Linked DNA regions of Mus musculus: regions 2 and 3 are each linked to region 1. Evidence: chromatin contacts called from public promoter capture Hi-C data. All regions are on one chromosome and are shown on one strand. Each heading gives the region's core, a stretch centred on a gene start, on an enhancer-like site or on the middle of the called end of the contact. The rest is flanking DNA. Distances are from core to core; before and after follow the strand shown.

What was found. Promoter capture Hi-C pulls out the DNA fragments that hold promoters and counts their contacts.
Region 2: a promoter capture Hi-C map of pre-B cells shows a contact between it and region 1, with 4 times the contacts expected there. The contact joins the promoter of Prdm8 here to the promoter of Mrpl1 in region 1. A contact is called at or near these places in 7 of 39 promoter capture datasets (the C10 cell line, frontonasal cranial neural crest, hippocampal neurons and 3 more) and 1 of 115 datasets of contacts at active chromatin or transcription factors (astrocytes).
Region 3: a promoter capture Hi-C map of neutrophils shows a contact between it and region 1, with 3 times the contacts expected there. The contact joins the promoter of Antxr2 here to the promoter of Mrpl1 in region 1. A contact is called at or near these places in 6 of 39 promoter capture datasets (the 3T3-L1 cell line, the HPC-7 cell line, liver and 2 more), 1 of 484 Hi-C or Micro-C datasets (pre-B cells) and 1 of 9 other capture datasets (liver).

Annotation. Positions count from the first base shown.
Region 1 is chr5:96,208,542-96,212,227 of GRCm38.p6, forward strand. It overlaps Mrpl1 (mitochondrial ribosomal protein L1), which reads left to right and starts at 1,574. Exons shown (of 9, transcript NM_053158.3): 1 at 1,574-1,652. The coding sequence starts at 1,622.
Region 2 is chr5:98,179,273-98,182,958 of GRCm38.p6, forward strand. Prdm8 (PR domain containing 8) reads left to right here and starts at 1,597. Exons shown (of 4, transcript NM_029947.2): 1 at 1,597-1,840.
Region 3 is chr5:98,029,403-98,033,088 of GRCm38.p6, forward strand. Antxr2 (anthrax toxin receptor 2) reads right to left here and starts at 1,615. Exons shown (of 17, transcript NM_133738.2): 1 at 996-1,615; 2 at 182-253. The coding sequence starts at 1,147. It also overlaps Gm42759.

The sequences.
Region 1 (3,686 bases), core at 324-2,823:
AAATATAAAAATAAAGCTTCTGGAAAATTCCAGCTTTGATGAGGTCCATCTTCTGTGAGTAGCTTCAGGAAGCCAAGTTTTGCAGGCTTGAAATTCTTATCAAGTCACTAATTCATATAAGCATGGATTCATTTTTTTTTTTTTTTCAACGTTTACTGCAGACCTTCCTTCCGGTCTGACGCTGTGTGTAGTATGTGCTGAGGTTACAAAAATGAACGACATGATTGCTGCCCACAAAGAGCTCAAAGAGATGGGGAGATACATTGTGACAGCTGCACAGCTCTGTGTGCTCAACCCCCCACTAAATTGTACACTTAGGTTGGTAAATTGTATTATATAGAATAATAGGTCTCAGAATTGTTTCAAATAAATAAAAAAATTACTAATTCTGTTTATTACATAAAACCAGGAAGAAGTGGCCATAATTCAGTCCTGGAAGTATGAAAGGAGACTGCCAACAATGAGCAGAGTCTGAATTTAAATCTTAAGGGGAAAAAATACTGTTAATGTGTTGCATAATAATTCAAACAAAAGCCAGAGAGGAAAAATGTCACAGAGGTGAGAAATGTGTCTTCTGCCCTCCCTTCATCCCTCCCTCCCTCCCTCTCTTTGTGTGTGTGTGTTATGTGTACACTCGCATGTGTGTTAGGAAGGTTGTTGGTTGAGGAGGTAGGCAGAGGCCCGTAAGTGAGCCTTTGGAAATGGCCAATTACTGGAGGAGTTTATTCTTATGAATTAATTCCTGACCAGACTTGGTTTAGAGAAACCACACGGGCAGCTGAGACATAACGGATGTTTTTTTTTTGGGGGGGGGGGGGGTAGGGGGTAGGAAGGGGTCAGAATAACCTGTGCACTGGTCTCTAATTGGCTACGTAGAACAAAAACAAAAACAGACAAACTCCAAAAACCAAAACAAAACCCTAGACGTGTTTCGAAAACTCCAAGCAGTGTACTGCTCCTTAGGTCTGATCAGCACAGCTTGCCAGCAGCCGGAAACCAAAAAGCAGACGGATGAAAGATTAAGGTTTGCTCAAAGGGGGGTGGAAGGGGGTGAGAGAGTGGGACCTCCTGGCCCGCCTTGGGTGGAGGCGAAGTTTGATGGATTCTGTTTTCTCTTTGCTATGAAGAAGATTGAACTCAGAGGCGCGCACACGCTAGCTCCGCGCACGGTCGCCTAGCAATATTCATTTAAAGAAAAACCGAATCTTAAGAAGGCCAAGAGTATAGCGAAGGAAGCTGGGGACACTTCAGCTTTCTCAAGACTTTAGTCAGAGAACCAGGTTCCCTCTATTTAAATGACCGTTCGGAGTACATCTGCAGGGTCCAAAATTAAAAATAAGAAGGAATGAATAATTAATTACAGAGTTTTCAACAAAGCCATTCCCCACCCCCGCCCCGAAGGTTGATAAACCTTTGAACCCGAGCCACGAAAGGCAGTCTCAGACAGGGAACCGACAGGAACCTCGCCACGAGGGCACTGAAGCCAGGTCGTCCCCGCCCTGCTCTTCTGCTCCTACCAACTCCTTCCCCCTTTGCCAGCTTCCGCGCGGAACCCTTTTTCGCATTTCCGTGCAGTTGAAACCCGGGACCCACTTCGTCAGCACAATCCGGAACAGTCAACATGGCGGCGGCCGTAAGGTGCCTCCGTAGAGGTAAGAGGAGCAGTGTTCTTGCGTGGAAAGTAAATCTAGAGCCAAGTTTCCTGTTGCAGCGGAATCCATGGCAGAATCTCGTAGGCACCGGTCAGCTTCTCGGTCCTCGAAATGCTTCCGTGATCTTCTGGGCTCCACAGCCCAGAGGGTCATCAGTGCTTAAAAGCGACACTTAACGCAAGGGTTCTCTCTTGGAGCAGGTCATTTTGAGGATGAAATGGGAGCGGAAATACATTGGCAGTACTTATAGTCAGGGGTGAGGAGTACAAGGCAAGATTCTGTTGTGTGTGTGGGATAGCGGGCGTGTTCAGTTTGATAAGCGAGCCCTGAAGGGAAAGGTGGTATATGAAGTGATTTACATCTGTAAATATCTGAACCTTGGCGTGTTTATGAATAAAGGCGATTCCAGTTAGTAAATTTACAGAGGCTATCGTGTTTATCATTTGGAGACTAATTCTGTAGTGTTTTGTATAGCCATGTCTGAGCACGTTAGACATGGCTAATAGGAATTCACAGTGCCATATACACTATAAGATCTTTTTCATGTGTATGTGTACTTGGTCTATGTATACATGTTCACATGTGTGTGAGTGCATATGTATGTGTGCCCATGGAGGCTCTCTTCTGCCAGCCAGTATCCAGGCTGTTTCCAGAGGCAGAGTTTGTCACTGGACCTGGAGCTTGCGGATCCCACTGTCTCCAGTGAAGCCCCTGGAGGTGGGAGGTGTTGCACTGTGTTTACCCAGCTTTTATGTGGCTGCCAGGAATCTGAATTTCACCCCTCATGCTTGCACAGTAAGAGCTCCGTCACCTCTCATATGAAATTGATCTTTACTTTTAAAATGCAATCAACTCCCCCTCTTCTTTGACCTTGCAGCCCTTCTCCTTCCTCTATTTATTGTGTCTTGTCTCCCCACTGGCCAGGAACATAAGCTTCATAACCTTCCTTATTCCAGTGCTTGTAAAACAATGGTACTTAGACCATCCAGTTTACAAACTGCATCTCCACAATAAAAGTAGACACTGCTTTCTTGATTAAGTTTTGCTAAAAAACAAAAACAATTTGAGACAGGGTTAGGCTCCCATGTGTTGGGACAGGCATCTCCAGCATGCCCATTATTAAAAGTATTGCCTGTTGCATTGAACAGTATAATTTAGTGCTTTGTTTCACATGCTAGTGTAACCTTTTTGTGGTTGCAGATTATAATAGGTCTACTGAGCACTCTTTAAGTAGTGCTAATATGGAATTCTATAATGTGTTTTAAATTGATGTATCCTTGCTTACTAATAAGGTAATACTACTCAGTGGACAGCTTTCACACTATTGGCATTTCCTTTCTAGTTTGAAGTCTTTTTATCCTTCTTGTTTACTTTTCAATTGTGTTGCTCTTTCACACTCAAGATACAACTCGTTTGTCCAGTGAACATGTTGCAAATATACTCTACCCATTTTAGATTCATCTTTTCACTGTATGTGCATGCGGGAAGGTATGTGTGTACATGTGTGTGGATGCATGTAGTGTGATATTTCTCATAACTTTTCCATCCCATTGTTTTTGAAGCAGGGTCTGTCACTAGGACCTGGAGTGTGTTGATTAGCCTCGTCTGGTTGGCCAAGTGAGTCACAGCGATCAGCCTTCTGGTTTTGGAATTTGGAGGAAGAGTCACTGTGCTCAGTGTTTTTTACATGTGTGGTGGGGTGAATGCAGGCCCTCATGCTTGCATGGCAAGCACTTTGCTGATAGTCTCCTCAGCCTCAATTCTTAATTTTTAAAAAGTATATTTGATAAGCAGAAGGTTTGTTTTTTGGATTTTTTTGTCACTTTATTTTTTTTTATTAGATATTTTCTTTATTTGCATTTCAAATGCTATCCCGAAAGTTCCCTATTACCCCCCCTCACCTGCCCTGCTCTCCTACCCACCTACTCCCACTTCTTGGCCCTGGCATTCCCCTGTACTGGGGCATATAAAGTTTGCAAGATCAAGGGGCCTCTCTTCCCAATGATGGCCGACTAGGCCATCTAAGCAGAAGTT
Region 2 (3,686 bases), core at 347-2,846, 2.0 Mb after region 1:
CAGCTGATTTTAGGCAGGAATTATATGTGATCAGGACTGGCAACTCTCTTGGGAGGTGACCAGAAGGAACAAAAAAAACAAAAAAAAAAAAAAAAAAAAAAAAAAAGGAAGCCAAAGAAATTAACTTCTAGGAAATTTCCTATATTTCCTCATCACCCATTCTTCCCTGGCAGCAGGTACATTTGATGTCTTGCTGGCCTCTAGGCTTCCAGACAGGAGTCTCAGAGCTCCGTAAAGATTATACTGTCAGCTGCTCTTTGCCAACCCTCATATGCTCACTCTGAGAGGCAAGGACAGAGATTGTCTCCTCCTTAAATTCTGGCCCTGACTCCTGCCCTTTAGCGAGTAAACTATACAATTGGATTTATACTCAACCTGACCTATTGCTCAATTGAATTCCGGGAGAGTGGGGGTAGGAATTGAGGGATTGCCTGCGCCACTCAAAGGCCTTTCTTTCCTTAGGAATAGAAAGCCTACCAGAGAAAAACAGCCAGAGAGCCCCTAGCGTCATTGTTTTGTGGCCCCCGCAGAAGGAGAAAACTCTCTGGCTGTCAAAGACCTCAAGTCATTAGCATCAGCTGCCGCTCCAGAGGACAAGCCAGCGCCTCTAAGTGGCTTAGCGCACAAACGAGACTCCCGAGACAGCCTCACTCCTGTGATTCGGTCCACTCCTCCATCAACGGCTGGATGTGAAAGGCTCTTGAGAGTCCTTCTCAGTAATTTTTTTTTTAACTTTGAACCATCCTTTCTGTATCATGAGGTCTTAGAATCCTGGCCGCCATTATGGGACCCCCTTGGGAACCACAAAATACAGAGAGAGCACAGAAGGTGAAAAGCTTTAACACCTGAGTCCAATGACCTAGGCTTTTCCCAGCAACGCCCTCCTAGCCCATATCCACGCACAGACCCTTGTTCTGGGACCTAAAAACAGCCGAAGTCCCTTTAGGTGTCTGGCAGCATTCCAGACTTATCTTCTTACCCCATCCCATTGGATGGGAGATGGCTAGCCGAGTTCCCACCAAATCATACCCCCTGTCGCCAGTATTTACACGGGAGTCTCTGCTAGGTGGCATGAATGCATTTTAAGGAAGTCTGTTTGTCACCTCCTAGGCCACTAGCTTCACAGATCAGCGGCAGTCAATGGCCAAAGAATCCCGCGGGGCAAATTCTCACCCTCCTTTTGGGGGAGCAGGGACATACCACTCAAACTCTAGGGACATATGCAAGTAGTTCACGCGCTGGCAACATAGCCAATTCAACTCCTTGTCCTACGTCCTCTGAGTGCCCAGCAAAACGGAAAAGAACCGCTCTGCTCCTTCTGACACCTTCCTTCCTGAGCCCGAAACGGATTTTGCCAACCCAGGTGTCCCAGAGGGACCCAGCTGCAGGAGAAGGCAGGCCAGGATGCTCTCGGGGAGGCTATGCCACTTCGGGAAGGAGCTTAGGATCTGCCTAGCGCGGGCAGTCCAGAAAAACCAGGCTTGTGGCGCCGGAGGGATCTCCCAGACCGGCAAGAGTTAAAGGGAGGGGACGTGGGCTGTCACGCGTCATTGGGCAGATTATGTGCAGCAAACAAAAAGTGTGTGTCTGCGTGCCAGTCAGTCATTGCATCGGGTCCATCTGTACAACTCTCTCTCTCTCTCTCTCTCTCTCTCTCTCTCTCTCTCTCTCCTAATCTATCTGCATCTCTCTTCTCTCTTTGGACAGAACCCACAAGACTGACACCGACACCTCTTGACATGGAGATACACTAATGTAATAGGCAGGAAGGAACACTGGCTTGCACCCCGTTGGTTCCAGGTGGCCTTATTTGGGCGACTCGGTCCTGACCTTATTTCTGGTAAGTCTATTTGCTTTGACCTGGGAGGGGGATGGGAAGAGGACAGGTTGAGTACAAGGAGTGAAAAAATTGTCCCCCTTTTCCTCGTTATCTAGAAGATAGGAGGGAAACGACGCGGAATGTTGTTTCCACTGCCAATAAGATTATACAAAGGGAGGAGCGGGTAGGAGCACTTTTCTGGAGAAGCTAGGGACTGGGGAGCTCGCGGCTGCCAGACAATGCCAGCCCGGAGTGGAGGGAGAGCATCCGGCAGTAGCGACCGGCTTTCAGCGAGCCCAGCTGGCTCTGAGTTTCCCAGGAGGATCTGCGAAGGAAGAGAACCCGGGCCTAGGGATGGGCGTAGGACTGTGAAAGGCTAGATACTATAAAGCCCGGGGTCCTGCCTATCGCTATTGTGGCTGATTTGCGTCAAGGCGGCCACCGAGGCAGCATGGACCGCTATTAGCCCGGCTGTGGGACCTTTTCGCTGTATTGTTAGATAGAACTGCATTTTAATGACTGAGTCCCTGCTGTTGCCAAAGTGGAGGGCGATCTCCTGTCACAATAAAAAGCTTCTGTGAAGAATACTTTCAAACGCGAGGCAGAAATCAAGGTACAAACCGTTGAAATGTAGGCAACTGGGAAGAGAAAGAGGGTTTATACTGAAAGGGAGCTGAGAGAACCTGTATTCTGCAACGTATTTGACTTGCAATTGGAAATCAGAAGGGGACAGGACGAGTGCAGAAACAGAAAGTAGTATCATAAACTTTCTATGTTGTGGCTATTTTTCTTATTCCCACTGTCTGGAAAATATACTTGCCATTTGGGGCATATGGGAGAACGAATAGGAAAGGGGCTAGCCAAAGTTACAGGCATTGCATTTTCTTACATTTGTATGGCAATTGGCTAGTGGATGTTGATTTAAACAAAATACACATCGCCTATATTTTTCTTTAATGAGAAGCTAGCTGAACAAGAAAAGAGTAAGATCGGTTTTCCCCACGGCCACTTAAGGTATATAAATACAGAGACAATCACTGTCACTGGTGAAACTGCTAGGGAAAAACCAACTTAGAGGAATTGTTAGATTTCCCCAAGAAAAATGGCATGGCTAACTAAGACCTAGTTTAAATAATTTAAATGATTGCTTTCTTTAAGTGCTAAGTATTACAGGGGGTGTCCAGTGGCTGAGGAAGGAAACGATCCCTGTAAGACGGCTTAATAGAGAGCCCGCCACTGGGGCATTACTTCTAAATTGCTGCGGATTAAACAGCTGGAGGGCCCACTCAGGACCATTCAAGCAGGGCTGACCCCTTCTAGCCCAAACAGGGTGGTATCAAGGGAAGTGAGAATTCACCAGTCATTACACACAGAATTTCAGACAGGGGACACTTCAAGCCTGCCCTATACCTGCTCGCTTCATGGGCCACAGGCGACTCAATCCACCCTCTTGTATAACAAGGTAACTGGGATTCAACCTCATCCATAAATAAGCATGTCGAGAAAAAATAATTACCTCTGCTTGCTGCTTTTAATTAAAGCCTCAGAGGGACAGTGCTGGATTATGGTAATGAGCAGACATGCGTCCCTTCTTGTAGGCTGCAAAGAAAGGTTAGCTGACATAGAATTAGTGGCCCTGACACTCCACTTGAAATCCATTCGCCATGCTCCGTGGTCCCCGCCTGCTAGCTAAGGCTGCTCCCCTTGTTAGAAGAAAAGAAGAAATCACAATGAGACACTGGGCTTAGTACATAGGACAGGACTGTCCCCCAAAGATTAAAAGTGCGGGTTTTTTTTTTGGGGGGGGAGTTATGCAGTCAGAAATTTTGCATATGCTGGTTTTAAAGCAAACAAACCTACAAAAGCC
Region 3 (3,686 bases), core at 365-2,864, 1.8 Mb after region 1:
CAAGGGTTAGCTGAAAGTCTCGCCTGCACACCATGTGTGAAAGGGCCACCTTGAGACGTTTAAAATTCAACATTTTGATTTCGGGAAAGATTTCCCATGAGAAGGGTTTTAGAACAGGGAAACCCGGCTGTTTGTTCGATTTCCTTTCCAATGCCAAGAAAGGTACGATGGGGAGACATACCTCACAAATCTCTCTGTCAGCTGGTGGACAAAATTATAAATTTCAATCCAGTTATTTGCTACACTGCCAGACCTGAAAAAGGAAGATAAATTGATCAGAAAGACAAAAAGTGGGCCTTAATGGCAAACATTTCTTCAGTTTTAAAAGGCGCATGATGGGGGGTGGAGGTCGGGGGTCAGGGATAGGGGGCGGGGACTGACTCCCCTCTTCAAAGTTAAGTGTGCTTGTTCATGTCCATGTTCAGAGCTGAAACTTTAGTGTTTGGGCTGAATCAAGGAAACCAGGAAGACCACACTTCTTGGGGGGGGGGGGGGGGACACTTGCTTTGTACTGTTTAGAGAGAGACCTGGCTTTTCAAAATAAAAACACAAGCCCTCATTTCTCAGGAAATGCAAGCCACATTGGGTATATTAAGGCTTTCCCCCCCCCCCCCTGGCTCCCAGTGTGATCAGGATAAAATTAGGCAAACTTTAGAATGTCCGTGGGGGTCTAGGGGGAGTATGATAAAGAGGCACAAAAGTTCCTGGGAGGAAACGAGCTGCAGGTGGCCACACTACCGTTTCCCAAAAGATTCCAGGACAAAAAAAGCACTGCACGCCTCTCCTTTGGAGAACCAAGTAGCCCTGGAGTCTCGCAGCCCCTATTCCTGTACAGCTAATGAGCTTGCCTTTGAAAGGAGTCAGCCACATGCACACTAGGGAGAGTTCCCTCGTCGCCTCCCCCAGAATCCAAACACATCTCAACTTCAGTCCTAGCTGATTCAGAGCTGCCCTCCCCCCAGGAGACCCTGACCCCACAGTCCTCCTTCACTCACTTGTCCAGTACGAAGTACAAATCGAAGGCTTTTTTGCAAGAGGGCTGCTCCTGGGCTTGCAGCAACGACCCCGGACCGCCCACAGCCAACAACCACAGGCCAGGGAACAGCCAGCTCCCAGGGCTGCGCGCCCGGGACCGACCGGCCACCATCCTGTGGCCGGGGCCCGGCAGCTCTCTCTGGCTCACAGTCCCTTGGGCTCGGGGTTCTGGGCTCCGGGCTTCACAGAGCAGAGACGTGAAAGAGGCGGAGTCACCGGGGACTCGCCCGGGGGTCAGAGGCTGAGCGGGGCTGGGATGCCCTCTCCAAGCTCAGAGCCACCCAACAGCTGCCACTGAGGAGAGAGAGCGAGGTCCTGGGAGGACAAAGAGAGTCTCCGCAGCCGCCACAGCTGCCGCCGGAACTCTGGGCAAATCCCAGTGGACAGAGTCCAGTTCTCCCACTCCGGATTCCGGAGAGTTGCTGCAGACAATGAGGCCCGCAGCGACAGCTCTCGGGACAAGTTCCTCGCCTCCCGCTGAGTCTCCGGCGCCCACCCGGGAGCAGAAAGGCTGGCGTCTAGCTGCGGTGGTGAGCTGCGGGACAGGCACCCGCGGACCCCACGATCGCCGCGGGAACTCAGCCGAGTCCTCCTCTTCCGCCTCTCTTCCTCGGACCGCCCAACTCCTCGCGGCACTTTATAACTTTCTTCCCTGCCCCAACCTGGCGCCGCGCCGCGCGGGGCGAGCCTCTGCAGCCCGGGATGCTAAGCACCCGGGGGAGCGGCAGGCCGCCGGGCACCTCAGGCCTGGGGGGTGGGAGTGGGCGCTGACCGGTCTGCTCGTGCGAGCCCGAGGGCGGGGCGCCGGGAGGAAGCCCGACGAGCCACACAAGCACACTTGAGGGTTCGTGCTGAGCAGCGGATGACTAACGCCTGCCAGATTTCGGAAGGGAGAGAGGAGTTCTGAAAAACAAACGTCCTCTAGATACTAAACATATCCAACTCTCCCGCAAGCCTGGCCCGGCCTGTTTTCCCCAGCTGTGCTGGAACGGCCCTCCGCGTGGTTTAGAGACTCAGGACCAGCTGTCTCCTGGATAGTGACGGCCTTATGCCTCATCCCTCCGCACCTTTCATCCATCACACACCGACCTAGTGACGCAGGATTTAAGGTTTAAGAAAGGGGACTTCCTCTTTTCTTTCTCTTTTTTTTTCTATTTGATAATTTTTCCATTTTTCATTAATTCTGAGAGTTTCATGCGACGTGTACTGATCATATATATTTTTCACACACACACACCCAACACCTCCCTACCCCTAACTCCTCTGAAATCAACCCTCACCTCCCTACACACACCTCAACTTCGTGTCCCTTTTGTCAAGAACCCATAGACTCCAATTTGAGCAGTCTATATACTCCTGGTCCACGTGGGGACCATTCAATGGAGTAGGTTTAGCCTTCAAAGAACCACACCCTTAAAGAAAACCATAGCCCCACTCGGAAGCCTTCTACTGTGCATAGCTCCAGGGTGACCGGTGGGATTTCATTAAAAAAAAAAAAAAAAAAAAAAAGTTTCCCACTCCATGCTAGCAGGTTGACTGGCTTGATCTTCTGAGGATATTGTGCGACAACCTCAGCGGCTGTGTGTTCATGCATGCAGCAATCCCGTCATGCCCAGAGGCCAGCGCTGAGCTGTAGTGCCCCTGACCTAGAGTTCTGTGAATCTTTTCACTCACCTTACTCCCACCCTTTGTGGATTGTCCTGGAACGTTAAGGAGGGCTTGTGATTTGTATGTCCCATTTGTGGCTGGGCAATCCACGAGCATTTATTCTCTTCGATTTGACCATTTGTGGGTTTGTGCATTAACCACCATCCCCTGCACTGAGAAACTTGTCTGATGAGGTCTCAGAGTTGCGCTGGCTGATCTACAAGTAGAGAGACATGAATTCAGAGGGTCGTTTGCTTTGATGTCCATTTATTTGACATCAAAGTAATAGGTTCATTCCTGTGGCCCATGAGCACCACAGCCACAGGCTCTTGGAGTATCTTGGAGAAAGATACGTTTCTTTCTGTGGAGTGAGCCTTAATCCCAATCAGAAAACAGTTATCACCCTATATTGTAGAAATGAGCATATCTCTCCATGTTAGCCATTCCTGTGGCTTGCAGGCTTCACTGGTAGGCAGGACTATTGATGGCTTTTCTCTCTTGGCAGCTCACATAATCAATTCTAAGACTATAAGAGCTAGATTTCGGGAGACTACAGGTCAGTTCCAGATGGGTTCCTCAAAGTCCTGTGTCCAAAATGCATGGTGTCTACAGCTAAAGGGTCTTGACATCAAGTTCCGGTAGGCAACCAAGAGTAATGGTAATAGCCTGTATTGATTTTGGGACACCTGTGATCAACAACTTAAAGGAAGGTTATCCCACACCCCACTGGGCTTTTAATTTGCATCTCTCCCAGCCAAGACAAAGCTAGGAGCCAGTGATCACTTCGGTAGCAATGAAAAATCACACCTGGAAATATCTAGTCCCACTCTCCCTGAGCCCAGTTATCACGGGTTTCACCTTGAAAAGGCTAAGTAGTGGAGGAGATAAAGCCAGGTAACTTGTAAGCATTGTGCAATGTGTACATTAATATGTACAATTTTATGGTTACGTATGACTCAAAGAACAAACTGAATCACAATAAGACTTCATCCGGCGGTGAGCTC